Linked DNA regions of Anser cygnoides: region 2 is linked to region 1. The links are chromatin contacts, called in public Hi-C maps. All regions are on one chromosome and are shown on one strand. Each heading gives the region's core, a stretch centred on a gene start, on an enhancer-like site or on the middle of the called end of the contact. The rest is flanking DNA. Distances are from core to core; before and after follow the strand shown. Region 1 holds the start of CLTB (clathrin light chain B). Region 2 overlaps UIMC1 (ubiquitin interaction motif containing 1).

What was found. Hi-C and Micro-C count contacts between places; a contact is called where the count stands out from the background.
Region 2: a contact with region 1 is called in a Hi-C map of liver, with 3 times the contacts expected there. The contact joins the enhancer-like site here to the promoter of CLTB in region 1. A contact is called at or near these places in 2 of 7 Hi-C or Micro-C datasets (both in liver).

Annotation. Positions count from the first base shown.
Region 1 is chr14:9,168,328-9,172,442 of Taihu_goose_T2T_genome, reverse strand. CLTB (clathrin light chain B) reads left to right here and starts at 1,971. Exons shown (of 6, transcript XM_048080421.2): 1 at 1,971-2,474. The coding sequence starts at 2,291. It overlaps FAF2 (Fas associated factor family member 2), which reads right to left and starts at 1,720. Exons shown (of 11, transcript XM_048080420.2): 1 at 1,566-1,720. The coding sequence starts at 1,628.
Region 2 is chr14:9,275,762-9,279,876 of Taihu_goose_T2T_genome, reverse strand. UIMC1 (ubiquitin interaction motif containing 1) reads left to right here. Exons shown (of 13, transcript XM_067005403.1): 5 at 1-959. Among named protein-coding and RNA genes, the nearest start is that of UIMC1, 19 kb to the left of the region's middle. Within about 2 kb of position 2,461, at least 2 of the 3 cell types and tissues checked have open chromatin away from gene starts, as enhancers often do. A contact at or near this core is called in liver, where this site is marked.

The DNA of each region.
Region 1 (4,115 bases), core at 722-3,221:
CGGGATCCTGGCGTTAAAACCTTCTGGACGACATCTTTCGCGCCAGGCTCTGGGCGGCAGCCATCTCCTAACCACAAGTTTTCTCCCCTTTGCAGCCTGCCTGCCTCCGCTTCGAGGCAGGGCCCATCAGGAACCGGGCTAAAACAGGCTCCCTCCTCCCGAGCCCTCCGCCGCCTCGCGTGGCGATACCAGGTAGCAGGAGGAAACACACGGGATTCTTTAGGTTCACAGCTGCCCACAGGGCTTTGAAAATAGCAACAGGGAAACTGATGAGTGCAGCTGGCCCTATCTGTCTGGATCCTGTAGGTTAGTAAGAGCTGCGATAGCTCGCAGTGAGAGCCGCAGGGCAGTTTGTGCACATATACGTGCAGCGCAAGACAATGGCTTAAATCTCATCCACTTACCAGAGAAAACAGCAATGCTGGGAAAGCAATCGTTAAAGCTGTTGCACCTCATCTGTCAGAGAATTAAGATCACCCAAGGAGCTTAATTTGCAGTAAAGGTTTAGAGAGGATCTCTTTAAAAGCCGACGGGATCTCCCAAAGCTAAGGCTATAGAGTAACGCTGCCGTTGATGACTTCAGGGGGCTGCTCGCTCCCCCTGGCTCCAAGATAAAGTGACGAGGAGCACCTGCACCTCACTTTGCCACAGGAGGCAGGACTGGATGCCTCTGCAGACCCTTTAAACACTATAAACTAGAGGCACATGGCACAAAAAAAATAATCCAAAATACGTCCTTAAAGATCAATATGAACCAACAAAAGCTAGGCAAAGAGCTCTAGAAATACGGTGTATTTATAGAAGAAAAGCACAGCCTGGGCAACACCACAGAATGCCTCACAATTCAGAGACAAAGCCAACTCACCTGAAGATAATTTTAATTGGCCAGCAACAGCTTAATTACTTTTCCACTGAGCACCCCTGAGTACTTCAACTCTGGGGCAGTTCTCTCCCCAGTAAGCACATCTGGGCTTCGTTTTTTTTTTAACGATTCAAGTGCTGCGCGGTCCCGAGAGCCCGGCAAACCAAAGGCCGAGCGACGCAGCCCGCGATACGCAGAGATCGGATCCTTGCAGCCCCCGGGGGCCTCCCCCAGCAGGCACCACCGGACCGGGACGGGCAGCGACAGCTTCTAGGAAGCCGCAGGCCCCTCGGGAGCCGTGGCTAACTCCGCACGCCCCGGGAAAGGCCCGCGCCTGCTTCTGGGGGCAAGGAGGGGAAATTCTCAGCCGCCTTACGCAAAACGGCCGGGGCGGGCCGCGGAGCCGTCCCCGCGCGGGGGCAGGGGGTTACCGAGCAGCCTCCCCGACTAACGGGCACCGAGCACAGCGCCGGCCCCTCAGCGGGCCCCGAGGAGCCCGCACCGCCCGGGGGAGCCCCGCCGGGCCCCGGGGAACGCCTCACGGCCGCCAGCACCGGGCGGCCGCCGCTCGGCCCCGGCTCGGGCCAGGCCCGGCGCCCCCGCACCCGCTCCGGGCGGGGCCCGCCCGCCGCCCCCGGCCCGGTTGGGGCCGGTTGGGGCCCGGCGGTGGTGGCGGTGCCGCGGTGTGCCCGGCGCGGCGCACCTGGAACTGCAGCAGCTTCTCGGTCTGCTCTGCCGTCAGCTCCCGCTCCTCAGGGGCCGCCATTTTGCTGCCGCCTCTGACCCTCCGCTCCGTCACCCGCCGGAAATGACGTCGGCGGCGCTGCCCGCCCCCCCTTCTCCTCCCCCCTCCCCGCGGCTAACAAGCCGAACCGCTGCTCGTCAGCCGCCGGAAATACACGAGCGCTTTCCGGAAATAGCCGAAGCGCTCTCGGAGATCTCCGGAAAAACCCGAAGCCCATCCGCTGCTTTCGCGGGCTCGGCCCTTCCTGATTGGCTCGCGAAGACTTCCGAAGAGCGCCGAAAGCCGTTCGGCCGTTTCCGGAGACGGCCGCCAGAGTCCGCAGGGCGGGGCGGGCTGCGGGCTGCCCCCAAGATGGCGGCGGCGGCGCCCACACCCAAGATGGCGGCCGTCAGCCGCCCTCCGCCCCGGGGCCGCCTCCCGGCGCCGCCTCGCGCGTGAAGGGGGAACGGAGCCGCCCCGAGCCGGCGTCCGCCGGCCCCTCGAGCCCGCAGGGAAGCCGAGGCGGCTCCGCAGCGGCTCCCGGCGGCGGCAGGGAGGGAAGGAGGGAGGGAGGAGGTCCCGGCGCTGATGTCAGCGCGGCCGCCCCGCCCGCCGCCGCAGTGACAGCTCCGCCCGGGCCCGCCGGGGCCGAGCCGAAGGCAGCCGAGCCGAGCGGCGGCAGCGGGGGCGGGGGGGAGCCGGCCATGGCCGACGACTTCGGTTTTTTTTCCTCGTCCGAGGGTGCCGGCGCCGAGGAGGACCCGGCCGCCGCTTTCCTGGCGCAGCAGGAGAGCGAGATCGCGGGCATCGAGAACGACGAGGGCTTCGGGCCCGCCGACGGCGAGGCGGCCTCCGCCACCCCCGGGCAGGCGGCCCCGCAGGAGCCCGGTGAGCGCCGCCATGCCCCGGGTCCCCCGGCCGCAGGGCTCCGGGTGTGTGGGGGGGGGGCCGCGGGCACACGGCGGGGTCGGGGCCCTGGGCAGCCCCCCCCCGGAACAAGGGGGGATCCGGGGGGTTTTGGGGTTCCCCGTGGGTTTTTGCGGCACCCCCAGGGTGTGCAGGGTCAGGGCTGTGCCTGCGATGGGCAGGCAGGGGCTGTGCTTGGGCACCGGGACGTTGGGGTGCCTTCCCCTCAACCTCAGGGTGCGGGGTGAGCCCCGAGCCTGGGGTTGATGGCTGGGGGGCGGTTCCTTCTCTGTGCTGGGCCCCCTGAGTTAGACGAGGACCCCGTCTCCGTGTCTTAGTGCCCCCAGCTCGGGGCAGCGCGGGGGGGTGCATCCAGGCGGGGTGCAGCCATCCGTGGACGGACGGACGGACGGCCCTGCCGCTGGGACCGCCGACAGGATGGCTTAGGTGGCAAAACGGAAGGCGTTTCCACCGGGGGCATCGTGAGCCCAGGCCCTGCAGGTGAAAGGTGCTAATCCTGATCTCGTGCCTCCGTGCAGGGCCTTCGGTAGGCAGCAGGATCTCCGAGGTCTCCTGTCCCCACGAGCGCAAGGACGTTGCTGCCACGGCCCCCTTGCCCCTAACGCAGGCGGGCCCACGGGGCCTCCCCGTGCTGCCCCCGTTGCAGTGGTTCCTCCTTTCCGCCCACAGGGACCTGCGGAGTCACAGCTGGCCCAGAGAGGTGCTGACAGCCCCGGTGGTAAATGCAGTCAGACAGGCTGGAGCTGGGTGTAGCCGGAGCTGCAGGGCGAGCACCGTGGGGACCGTGCTTGCTCGAGCTGCTCCAGAGCCGCGCTGCGTCTCCCTGTGCCTGCGGCCAGCCCAGGTCCTGTGGTCGAGCCTGGTCATCGCCGGGGAGAGCTCAGGGCCCGGAGAGTGCTTTTTTCAAAGCCTCTTTGCCCAGCAGCAGGGAGCTGAGCACCCTGGGGCTCGCCTTGCGGTGCCGGTGTGCAGCTCGTGGGGCCGTACCTGAGCCGTGGGTGTCCGCGGTACCTCATCCCCGGCCCTAACCCTGCAGCTCGCTCCCCCCGGACGGGCTCCTGAGGACCCAGGCATGCCCGCCTGCCCTCCTCCCTGCGGGCAGAGCGCGCTGCGGTGTCGCTGTGGGCTCTGTCCCCGCAGCGCTGCCTTCTGTCGCAGGCACGGAGCAGCCCTGCCTCTGCTGGGTGCTCGGCCGGCAGCTCCTGGCTCACCCGTGTGTGTGTGTGGCAGCCTGTGCCTGTTGCAGAGCTGGGGGCGGTCAGGTTGTCTGCGTGCAGGCAGAGCACTGCCTCCCGCCCTGCGCCTGGGACAGTTTCCCTAATCTTCAGATAAGAGTAAAAAAAAAAAAAGGAGTGAAAATGCCATAAAGGCATAAAACGCCCAGAAAGGCTTGTTTTGGGAGAGAGGTGGTGGCTGAATCCCTCCAAGGACAGGAGACCAGAGATCCTGGCCCAGCCCCCTCCTTGAGGGTGGCAGGAGACCCCCACATATTCCCTACAGCAGCAGCTCGGGGAGGATTTGGTGGGTTAGGGGCTCTGACAGCAATGCAGGCAGTGCAGCACGCTGCCTCCTTCCCCTCGCTGTCCCGGGCAGGCTCTGGAC
Region 2 (4,115 bases), core at 1,212-3,711, 110 kb before region 1:
TGGATGTCGCCCGGAGCCCCCTCGTAGTGTTGAGGAGGTTAAGCCAGGAAATTGTTGAAAGCTCACTAGTATCCAGCATAATCGTGTCTCCGGGGAAGAGCCAGCCTTTGACAAGGTCAAGTGAAAAGCCTTCCTCGCCACCTAAAAGCGATTCCAGTAGCGTGTTACCTAGCACCCTGGGAGAGGACCTCACGTCTCTGAGTCCCGTCTTTGGCAGGGTGACTTCAGGCTCCTGGCAACTGACACCTCGGAGACTGTTCACAAGCCCCTCCGGCTCTTCCAAAGCAGCAGGCCACGAACCAAAAGAGCAGCCCCTGCCCTGCACTGGCCTTTCTGCGGGAGAGGCCGGCGCTGGGAGCTCGGGCACCCTCTGGAAGAGCTGGGCCGTGGAGGAGGGTGGCAGTCCCAGGAGGAGCGGTGGAGGGGCAGGTCCCAAACACACCTCACAGCCCAGGCACGCTGCCGGAGCCTGTGCTTCCACAGAGCAGAAGGAGGTGCCTGACAGTTCCCCTGAGGTTTGCATGCCAAATGTGGCGGAGGAGAAGCACAAGCAGGAGGAGGCGAGAGACACAGTACACTATTACTGGGGCATCCCCTTCTGCCCCAAGGGGGTGGACCCCAACCAGTACACCAAAGTCATCTTGTGCCAGCTGGAGGTGTACCAGAAGAGCCTGAAGCAGGCTCAGAGGCAGCTGTTGCATAAGAAGGAGTTTGGTAACCCGGTCGTGCCCAGTTCTTCTTCCTTGAGCCTAAACGAGCTTGGGAAGGGAGAGCAGATAGGTAGAGAGAATGGGGTCGCTGATGATACTGAAGATGGAGACCCAGACATGCAGAAGGAGTGCGAGAGCATCACCTGGCTCCTCCCTTCGAAGAGGAGGGAGGCAGAGAGTCCAGGGCACAACATGGAAGAAGAGAAGAACTCCACTTCCGATGACGAACCGACCACGAGCTACTGCCAGGTAAGAGCTCTGATGAGCAGCGGTTCAGCAGTCGTGCTCTTCCCTCCATTTTAGGATTCAGTCCCTTCTGCAAAGCAGGCGCCGCTGATAAGCATTCCTCTTAAATTTAGGGGCTGCCTCCCCCAGCCACCCAGCTTGCCGTGAAAGGGAGAGGAAAAGCCTGCAGGCTGATTTCCCGGCTCAGAAGTGGTGGGGGCATCATGCAGCCTGGCAGCTGTCCATCACTGCACCACTGAGATAAAGACTTCCAGCTGACACTTCCTTCTCAGAGGGGTGTAGCCTGGCAGGGCGTCAGGGCACCGAGACAACGCTCTGGCAAACCAGCTTAGAAACCTGTGGCCGCGTGAGGAGCTCTGTGTTTTCCTCCGCAGACAGAAACGTGGCTGCTTTCCTTGCACTGCGGCCTTTCCTTTTTGCCTCCCCGTTTTGTGAGTGCTTCGCTCCTGCGGGTGCTCTTTTCCCTCGTGGTGCTCTGGTTGCAGCTGTGACGGGCTGGGCACGCATGCACGTGTGTTCTGCCTGCCTGGGGTGATCTGTCGCGGCAGCAGCGCTCGCTGTCCTTGCTCCCGTGCCTCGGCACCTTCTGTCCGTGCCTGCTTGTTGGGTCTGGTAGACGCTAGGTGTCAGCCTCTGTCTCTGTCAGGGCTCTCTCGCTGGAGCGGAAGGCAGCTTTCTGTCACTGCTAAGTTTAAACAGATTGCTAGTCAGATGAAGTATTTATTACTGCTGTATTTTAGGTTTGTGTCAGCCTTTTCCAACCCTCATTTTTCATAATGACTTCACTCCCGGATCATTGTATAACTTTATCTTCTCTATGACTGAAGCCTCGGCTCTGTTGTTCCTGTTTTCAAGTGTATTTGATCATTTACCCTGGTGTTAGAAAGATACTTAACTTGTTTTGTGATATTTATATTCTGTCTTGTAATATTGAACACTTAAGAAAAACGTCATGTCTGCATTTTCTGGTTGCAGAAAAAGTGCAGAGCAGCCTGTGCTGAAAAGTGACTTGTCGTGACAGTGCTTTGGCTGGGTTTAGCGGATACAGATTTAAACAAGCCTTAGAGGTGACCTGCAGAGGAAAGAGGCAGACTTGCGCCTTTTTCATTTCTTTTGGATGGTTACAAACGATCTGAAGGGTTCTTAAGGCAAACTGTGTTTTTCTTTTTTTTTTCCCCTCCCTGTCTTTTTCTTTGGAAATTGAAGTCTTGGTGCTCCGGCAGATTGGGGTGGCTGCAGATCTACGGCTGTGTGCGCTAAAACCCTGGGGAAGCTACAGCAGCTGGGAGGGGCATGAACTTTTAATTAGTATTGAAAAATATGAGTGTTTTTTTCTCTTATTATCCGTGTAATGCTAATGCTTAATTAATTCTTGGGGAGAAAGTGGTTTTAGTGGTGCTGAGTGGGAACTTGTAATGTACTCATCCTGACCACAAGAGCTCTCCTAAGGAGCTGTAAGTGTATGGAGATTTAGTCTTCCTGATATTTTTAAGGTGAAAAACCAAGGGGAGGAGCAAGCTTGAAAATTTCAACCCCGGGCAAAAATTTGCCAGTCTTCTATTTACAGGAGAGAAAAGGATTTCTAAATACCTTTCATCTGCCTTATCGCTCCTGGCTCGAGAGGTTGCTCCCTTCTCCTTTCGCCTCTCTGCGCAGTCGCATGCTGAGGCCAGCGCAGGTGATTTACTTGCAGGATCGATATGTTTGATGTTTGCTTGTGCCTTGCCTCCATTTTTTTCCCTCTATCAAATACAATTCCACCGGCGGTGACGAAGGACAGGCACAGGGCAGCGCTGTCCCCGATGTGCTGCGTGGCTCGGTCCCAGTGCCGCCAGGGGCTGCTTTGCCGGTGGGGACAGTGGGAGGTCTGGGGCTGTGCCGAGGCCAGAAACCATCCCTGCGGGCTCACAGCTGCCCTTGAAAAAGCCTCGTGGTGTGCCAGCGAGGTCTGTAGCCCTGCTCTGAAACCCCTCGCCTGCAGTGGGCAGCGACCTTCCACCACGGCAATGGGCAACCTGAGCGGTCGTCGTCTTCGAGACATCTCCTGGCCCGCGAACCTGCCCTGACAAACCTCAGTGCCAATAGCATAAATTCCTTCGTAGCCTTTCAAACAAGGTCAGGGGACTCGTGGCCTCTTAAAAGATTCAGAAGAAAACGACCCAATTCTGGAGAATTAGAATCCGGTGACCTGAATTAGTGCCGTACCTTAAAACATATACAGGAGGAAAAACGGGATTGTGGCACGGTGTTTGTGAGCAGGGTTTGTGGTTCTTCAGATCCGTGCAGTTCAACGACGACAACAACACAAAGTAAAGGAGGAGGTGTGGTATTTTATGTTAATGATGTGTTAGGCTGTGAAGAAATAAAGAACAGTGTAGATGAAACAGAATATTTTGGGGCTGGAGTCACTTTAGGGAAATCTGGCAAGAGGCTTTGCGTTGGGGCTTGCTGGGGAAGCGCAGCAGCCATCTAGTACTGGGGCTGATCGAAGTTGAAACCTATGGAAGAAATCAAACCCTGAGAGGAGGAGGGAGAAAAACCCCTTGGATTTCTTGGAGAAATGGCATGAGAAATCGCAGGCCTGCCAGCGAGGACTGCTAATAAACCGCTGTAATTCCATCTGATTAGAGAATGGCAAGCGTAATGTGTACACTGAGGAAGAAGAAAGGGAGCCGGGTAATGACTGACATGTTAGCCTGACCTTGGCAACGCACAAGGCTTTTGAACAAATTTTAAAGGAGAGAATAAGTGGAGTCACAGAGGTAAATGAAAAATGGGATAAAATGCACATGGATTTACCAGCTGCAGATTGTGCAGGTTAATCTGTTCCCTCCCTTTGATAGGACAGCTGATTACCCCGCCGAGAAAAATGCAACAGATTTTATCTGTAGGAATCTCAGAAAAGTACTTCTCGTGGTCAACCAGCAGCTGTACCAGTTGATCAGGTCATCCAAACTCAGGCAAATGGATCTGAAAGCGGGGTGGGTGAGGGCTGCTGGAGTGCTTGAAGACACTGAGAGCCCTGGGTTGTTCTGCTCAGCACAAACGGAGCTGGGCAAGGGCTGTGATCGCTGCCACCGTCGGGATAGGCGCTGGGAACAGGCAGAGACTGTGAACGTGAAGGACAAGGTTGAGAACAGACGGACACGGGATGTCCAG